Regions from separate parts of the Mus musculus genome. Here region 1 is linked to region 2. The links are chromatin contacts, called in public targeted proximity ligation maps. All regions are on one chromosome and are shown on one strand. The core of a region is the stretch at or near the end of the contact, and the rest is flanking DNA. Distances in the headings are between cores, read along the strand shown. Region 1 has its middle 53 kb from the start of Ch25h. Region 2 overlaps Acta2 (actin, alpha 2, smooth muscle, aorta).

The links.
Region 1: a targeted proximity ligation map of bone marrow-derived macrophages shows a contact between it and region 2, with 3 times the contacts expected there. A contact is called at or near these places in 4 of 39 promoter capture datasets (the 3T3-L1 cell line, embryonic stem cells, maxillary cranial neural crest and 1 more), 4 of 130 datasets of targeted methods (the NIH/3T3 cell line, bone marrow-derived dendritic cells, bone marrow-derived macrophages and 1 more) and 3 of 9 other capture datasets (adipose tissue, bone marrow-derived macrophages and liver).

The regions. Positions count from the first base shown.
Region 1 is chr19:34,420,012-34,424,154 of GRCm38.p6, forward strand. No RefSeq gene overlaps it. Among named protein-coding and RNA genes, the nearest start is that of Ch25h, 53 kb to the right of the region's middle.
Region 2 is chr19:34,241,790-34,245,946 of GRCm38.p6, forward strand. Acta2 (actin, alpha 2, smooth muscle, aorta) reads right to left here. Exons shown (of 9, transcript NM_007392.3): 7 at 3,123-3,314; 8 at 1,528-1,709; 9 at 1-21. Among named protein-coding and RNA genes, the nearest start is that of Acta2, 12 kb to the right of the region's middle.

The DNA of each region.
Region 1 (4,143 bases), core at 115-2,614, 180 kb after region 2:
TGTTGGCTTTGTTCTCTACTGAATCTGGTGTGCCTAGGATACCTTATGGCATATAATTATTGCTTAAAGGCCACTAAAAGAATGTAAGATCCTGTATCATAGGAAAGGATCTCAGGTTCAGGATTGTCCTCAATAGGGTGATGGAGTTATTTGATTTTAAAGCTATGAATTGAACTTGGCATGAGAGCAGCACTCGAAGCCCCAACTTCCTCCTTTGTAAGGTGGGAGTACTGACTAGGGTATTTAATTTATTGACATATTAATATATTTATTTGTGCATCTATTTTATTTTGGCTGTGTGACACCTCCATATCATATCCCACTTCTTTTTGAAGGGGTTTGCATGGTCACTTTCCGTGTGATACTTTAATGTTATCAATGGTGTTTTGAGGAAATCAGTGTTGTCTTCTTGAGATGGGTGCTGTTCTCTACTAAGACAAGTTAGAAGCACAGTCAAAAGATTCGGAAGTGTCTCAGTGATATCGTGTCCCAGGCATTGTGTTTCCAGATAATTTTTCAGAGAATCTGAGTCAGAGAAAAGGGGAAATGTGCAATGCTTCCACTACATCCCTTCCTGTCACCCTCTCTTCCTTCTGACATTGCAAATAGCTTGGATTCTTTCCACAGAAAGAAAATAGGAAATAAAGGCTTGTTACATGATCTGACTCTTCTAAAAATAAGGTCTGGTCGAGCTCATTGGGAAACACGTTCGCTTTTTTTTTTTCTATGACTTGAAGAGAATGTCTTCACAGCCTCAACGCACCAACTTAAAGGAAACGGGTATAAAGAACATTAATTTGAGGGCTGCTGCAGGCTTTAAAGGCAGGACATACAAAGAGCTCTGGGAAGGTTCATAAGTTGGTGTGAAACTCGTCTGTGACAACAGGCAAAACAGATTGTATAGATAAGAGTCATTGCTGGCTGGTCTCAGCTGTGAAGCACAGTGGTTGGTGCTCTGGGGGGAAGGAGCAAGAACTAGACTCTGCAGACTTTTAGTGTGCCTCATGCTGTTGGAACAGCTTAGCACACACCAGCTCCAGGCTTTCCAATGACTCTGTCAATTGAGTGAAAGTGATGCCATCCCAGAGATGAGGAAATTCAGGCTCTGAGACAATTAGTCATTTAGTAAGTGGTGCCATAGACTTTCAGGCTCAAGCCTAATTCCAAAGAGGCCCCTGTTCACACTCCTTCACAAAATAACAAATAACTTGACCAAATAACACCACTCGCTTCTCTCTGTCTCCCACCTCCTCTCCCACAAAATTTGCCTCTAATCAAATCATCCAGTCTAGTAAATGTGTCATCAGGCAAAAAGTCCCAGCCAGCTGCCAGACAGGAAGGGTCCACTCCTGTCCGGTTCCTCTCCTCAACTTCTCCCATCTGCTTTGTTCTTGTTATTCACGATGCCCCTGCCCAGCCCCATAGCCAGTCTCTCACAGAACCACCGTGTCTCTCACTTGTTTTTGTGCCTCTAGAGTCCCAGCTACACAGAATGTCCTCATTGCCTTTCAACTATGGCTCAAAGAACACTAGTGAATTCTCTCTTCTTCTGCCCTGAAACCTCTATTTGTAGAGTGAATAGCAAACTGTCCACCGCAGCATTTCTCCATTTTTCCAAGTTCATTTTACATCTCCCATGTCCTCTTTGCTTTTGTCTGAATGGATGTCTTATTATTCCTTATGTATGTCAGACTCAGTCAGACTTGTCTGTCTCTCACTGTGAACTAAATGGCTGTACAGATCAACTGCTCATATTCACCCCACTGTGAAGATAACTGAGAAAAAATATCAATAGTCAAAGGATACCAAAATACATACAAGTATATGAATACTTACATTTTATCTCTATGTTCCACTTCTAGGAATTTCTGATAAAGATCCTTTCAAAGATGAACATAGTTTGAATAATGCATTTCTGTACAGTTCCCCATAGTTGTTAACACAAATATGTAGCCTAAGGGCACATCTTTTGAAAATTATGAAAGCATATAAATTATGATATATATCTATTTCTATATATATATAGTTTCTAACATATGTATACATACATATATACATATATAATGACTTTTTTATAAAGTCAGATGATTATTATAAACATTTAACATCATAAAAATGTTCTCATAGCTCTTTCCACACACAGCTAGGGACAAACTAAGCATTCTCTATTGCTCCTTGACAACTAATCAGGGCTTTTAAAAGACAGCAGTCCTTGGAATAGGAAGGGGTGGGCAGCCTCTGAAGGAAGCCTCCTTTATTCATTTTAAACAAACAGTATATTGTGGTACAGTGCTTCCTTCAGTATTTTATTTACTAAACAAATAAAACACATCTCAACTCTCAGTAAGAGTCCAAGCTGGTCTCAAATAGGACGGTTCCTCTCACTTTGCTCAGAGACTCAGAGCGTCTGTACTTGCCTAGTCAGCCTGGTCAGAGTGATATATCCATGCCTGTGATCACGCCCACCCATAAAATCAAATGTATTCATTATTAAGTTCTATTTGATGATGAAAATTTAAATCCAGAAGTGTCTGCGGTTAAGAACAATAACACCAGCGTTAATGATAGGAGGGAAGAGGAGTGCATGGATGATCTAGCAAGGGTAGAATTCCATTGAGGAAAGGCAATGAAAGGATTGGAAAAGCCAGAAGACCAAGACAACAATTACAAGTGAGATAGTCTCTTCCACAAACAAACAAAAGAGAAGCTGCCAAGAGGGTGAGAAAGGGGGTGGATCTGGAACTGGGGAGAGTTTTGAGAAGGAGTTGGGGTGAATATGACAAAGATACTTTATATGAAATTCTCTAAGACCTTAGTAAAATATTAATGTAAAAAGACATATAGGACTTGAGTGCAGAGATGTTGTTTTGTAAAAAGGATGCTCAGCTGCAAGAGTGATGACTGTTGGAAAAGCTTCTTGAGTAAAATGGCAAAGGAAACAGCCCAGACTGGAAGGGCTCAAGGTCAGAACAAAGTACACTGAACCCAGGTAAGGGCGTTCTTGCAAAGACAGATATTAATTATCTAGCTTATATTCACACTATTTCTATAGGAAACAAAAACCTATTGCTAAATTGCTTTTAGGTTTGCTTTAGAACATAAATATTTAACATTATTACATAAAATAAAGCCCTGTATCATAGATTTTTGTAATAGCAACAAATATATAAGTACATAGATGATAGACAAATGATTGATACATAGACAGAAAAATGAATGAACAAAACATGCTAAGGAATTTTACTGATAGTTGAAAGGACTAAAGTTGAGTTGTATGTGTTAACTTACAAGGTCTTTACAATATATTACAATGTGGAATAAAAGCAAATTACAACAAAATATGTACAGCATGATTCTCATTTTCTTCTGTCTACAAAAATCATACTCTAAAAAGTGTATATAAAAAGGCAGTTTTTTAACTGTATAAAATTGATGATACTTTAGATCTCTAAAAGCAACGACTTTTATGGTTGAATCTAATAATTATAGTGAGGAATATGGAAGAATATATAGGATATAGATGAACCATGCTTATATTCTCAAAGGAGACAGACACTGACTTGGAGCACAAGGTGACTTGTCAGTGTTCTGAACTGTTTGAATTTTGATAATGTAAGTCATATATATGTGCATTGCTCAGATAATTACCTACAAAAAAGTGAGGTTTACATCTTATAATAAAGGAATGGAAGGGACAGGAGCACTTGGAGCAATGGAAAGAAGAAAAAGGAGGCATTTTGAAGACAGCATCATTGAGGTAAAAGCTAATTCAGAAGAATTTTAAGGAACTGTTGCTGTGAACATGTTTCTGATCACACCGTAGAGGTCATTTCTCTATAAGATTAAACACGGGTTTAAATTGTACCCAGTTGATTGGATAGGAGAGAGACAGAGACAGAGACAGAGACAGAGACAGAGACAGAGACAGAGACAGAAGGGGCATTTGATCTCATTGTGCAAGAGAGAACCAGCATTAGAAACAAAATTGGCAAGAGATCAGTGCCTCTGAGTGAGTCCCAAACAGACTGTTATGTGACTCATATATAAAATGTTAATAGTCTCCCACAGAGGGTTGATTGATGATGACAGTAAAGCAAAGGCCTTAATCAGCCACATATTTTTACAGAAGTGACAGAAAATATG
Region 2 (4,157 bases), core at 1,217-3,716:
GCGTTCTGGAGGGGCAATGATCTGTCAGGGTAAGAAGGGAAGAATATTAGTGCCTAGCAGACGTGCCTTGTGCTGTCCCTTCCTGGAAAACGAGGACATTGTTCTCTATGAGGGGATGGGTTTGTGGAAGTTGGAGTGTTTCCCCAGTGAGCCCATTGATTTTTCTGTTTTTTTCCCCCTATGAAATCTATGCCAAACCATCCCTAATTCCTTTATCCCTTTATTGGGCAAACCCAAACTGGCCCTAGAGCCCACACGGGGCCCCTTTGTAAAAACCCTGACAAAATCTCTTGATTCCAGAGCTGACCTCAGCAGGCGCTGCACGTTCTACAGAAGTCCTACTGTGTGCAAAGACGATTGTTCCTGAACTTTCTGTGCAAGTAATCTTCCACCTGATTAAACTGGCCACTGCTTTCTGATGTCCTGACCATAAGCACCGCCCAACACAGAGGGCTCAGAGTTCCCATTCCGGTGTATCTCCTGTCATGCTGGCCTTATTCAGAGTACAGATCTTACATACCAGATCATGCCCACTTTTTGTTTTGTTTTGTGTTTTGTACGAGTGAATGGCGGAGGCGTTGTGCAGAGTATCAGACAAGGGATTTCTCTGTTGCAGCAACTCAAACATAGAGCCAAGCAACACCAAATTCCACTCTAGTCTTAGTTTCTTGAGTAGCAGAGGATGCTCTAGTAAATAAAGTGTTTGCACATGCTAGCCAGGGGCTTACTTTGTCTCTGTCTGCAAGCTCTGGTTCAACATTTAATCTTTCCTCCTTCACCAAGCTCTCACTGTGCCCTGTGCCAAGGGTTCGACAGGTTCTAGCTTACTTAACTTCTATAATAATTCTGAAGGGTAGGTATCCAGTGATGTTCAAGTTGCAGATGAAGATACTGGCTCAGGGGACTGTCAGTGATGCTCGCTAGTGGCTGTATCAATAGCAGGTTTAATTTCAAAACTGGCCCTCAGAGGAGTTTTGCTTTGAAGGTACACATTTTTGTTTTTCCATAGTGAGGGGGTTTGGTGATAATTTTAGATTTCCAGAACGTTGTACCCAGGCTCATTTTATGAATGTACCATCTTGGTGACCTGAGCTTTTACTGGGTGTCTGTGTTCTCTGACCATACTGGACCCCTGAGTTTCACATTCATTTCCATCTCAGAAGTAAGGTTTGGAGAATTGAGGCTTGCCTAACTCCTACTAGATGCAGCCTGTCTGTTCTCAAACCCCAAGTACATAGAGTTGGCAGCATGCTCAGCTAGGTATGGAAGGAGGGGGACTTGAGCTGCTCTGACATGCACAGGAAGGAGCACAGGCTCTTCAGGAAGCAGTGGCTCACTCCCTATAGACCCAGGACAGGACTCCTCAGGGCCCATTTTAAGTGGTAGTGTTAAAATCTAACCCACTGTCACCTTGGCCTCATTCCCTTTGGAAAGAACAGAGAGCCTGTTAAACTGCCTCTTAGCTTGTGGCTGTTCTAGAAATGCCCCTCCTGCTGCTTTCTGAGTCAGAGGGTCTTAGTGTGGTACCTTGATCTTCATGGTGCTGGGTGCGAGGGCTGTGATCTCCTTCTGCATCCTGTCAGCAATGCCTGGGTACATGGTGGTACCCCCTGACAGGACGTTGTTAGCATAGAGATCCTTCCTGATGTCAATATCACACTTCATGATGCTGTTATAGGTGGTTTCGTGGATGCCCGCTGACTCCATCCCTGGAAAAGAGACACAGGCAGTGATCCTTGGATGCTGGGTAAAACTCAAGCTACACATGGAAAATCAAGTTGGCCCAGCTACGTGGTCATCTCCTGGGTGAGGCTGGCAGGCATCATGAACTAGAAACTACCACATCTCCTGGGTGAGGCTGGCAGGCATCATGAACTAGAAACTACCACTCAAGAGACTAAAGGCCCTTCTTGTGCTCCATACCATCCTCCTGGCTCTTGTCTAAAGGAGGAGGTTCAGCTGCAGCGATTCTGGGGTGAGATTGCAACATGATAACGCCAGTGGCTGGATAGATATTCTGCTATAATTGGCTTGAGTAAGGAGCCAGGCCTTCCGATGCCTGGTAAGAGGTAGGGCCAGGGCCATGGGTCTGAGCAGGTTCATCTCTCTGCCATTGTTCCTTTATGTTCCCAACACCCAAGTTTGAATGGTGCAACTGTCAGTAAAGTGTCTCTCCTACTTGGATAAAGTGTTTTGTTTGTTTTCAGTTTTGGTTTTGTTTTAAACACAGGTCCTTGGCTGGCCTGAACTTGCTATATAGAACAAACTGGCCTCAAACTCATAGAGATTCGCTTGCCTTTGCTTCCCTAGTACTGGAATTAAAGGCATGTACTACCATGCCCAGCTGCCAAAGATGCTTTCTATGCAATCTTTGTACAGCTTTTTTTTTAAGGGGTAGAGGCGAGGGGTGGAGTTTCTTGTTGACTTCTGACATAGACTTTTTAAAATATACCACTAGATGGCGCCCACGGCCTTCTTAACATTGTGATCTAGTTATAATAGCAATGCCACCAGCTAGTTTTACATTGCTGGCAGTAACCAATTGTTGAAAGCTTATTTTGGACAGGCCCTGTGCTGAGGGCACCGCACAACTCTGCTATAAAACTTCCAACTGTCCTGGTATGAAGAAACTGACTCATAGAAAGCTTTAGTGACATTCTCGAGATCATGAAAATAGAACAGAGTTTCAAGCCCAGGCCCCCAGCCTCCAAAGAGGATGCCTCTGCAGACCCAACGTGACCCTGCCGTGCCAGTGTGGAATAGACGCTCTCTACTTGTTCTGTTTTCCTTCTCTCTCAGCAACCCCAAACTCTCAGCACTCAGATCGTCTTCCCCAACCACCCCTGTGTTCCACTATCGTAAACGTAGATAACTTTTAACCTTTGCATTATGTGCGGAGAATGCGTCTGTCTTGACTCTGACATAAGAGAGTTTTCCACGGGAGACAACCCCTGTTTTGGCTCCCTATGTCTTCTCATTTTGGAAATGTGACACCATCCCTACTTTAGAACTGCTTCTGTTTCTGAAGCCCTGGTTCATTTTTACCTGCTAATGGACCCTGATAGCAGAGGCTTGGCTTGTTCTTGGTACAGAACAGGGAGACCCCACTCTCCATTGCCTACCAATGAAAGATGGCTGGAAGAGAGTCTCTGGGCAGCGGAAGCGTTCGTTTCCAATGGTGATCACCTGCCCGTCAGGCAGTTCGTAGCTCTTCTCCAGGGAGGAAGAGGAGGCGGCCGTGGCCATCTCATTTTCAAAGTCCAGAGCTACATAGCACAGCTTCTCCTTGATGTCACGGACAATCTCACGCTCGGCTGTTAAACACATAACGAACATGATACACATTAGGGTTGATACAGGCGCTAAAATCTACCTGTCCCATGTGACTCTTCTACTGAACCAGCTTCTCAGAAGTCTCAGAGTTTTCAAAAATGCCTAAAAGATCTTTGCTGCCCTACCCAGATCGGCAGTAGCTTGATCTTTGACACATTTTTCACTTTTCAAAATGAAGCAGATGCTCTCTGGGAACAGCCCCAGTTCCATTGGTACACACGGAGAGATGGGAAAGGTCCCAGCTATACCTCTCTCTATTGTACACGTTCTCTTCTATTTGTAAATGAAGAAATTAAAAAATTATCCACGTAGTTCTGTGGGGTGTAGCTGGGTGGTAGAGGGCTTGGCTAGCCAATACAAGACCCTGGGTTCGATCTCCAGCAGTATAGACAAAAACGATTTTCCACTTTGACTTGCCGCCTACACTGATGTCTATAGCTACTCTCAAAGAAACTGTAATAGCTTTACAATCACAAAGCAAGGAAAGCTAAGCTTTCTCTGTGCATTGGGGTCAGGCTTTACTGTTGGCTAAGTCTCTGACATACCAACCCTTTTTTATTATTTTATTTTTATTTTTTTAATTTTAGCATGTTAATATTATTATTTGTATGTGTATGCATGTGTGTGCAAATGGGTGTGCATAGGAGTGTGTGCTTGGGTGTGTTTATGTGTGTTTGTGTGTGTGTGTGTGTGTGTGTGTGTGTGTGCATTTCAGGTGTGTATGTGTGGACATCAGAAAGCAAATCTCAGCCGTCAGTCCTTGCCTTTCGCTGTGAGCTCAGGAACTGACCGTAGGTTGTAAGGTTTGCACAGCAAATGGTTTT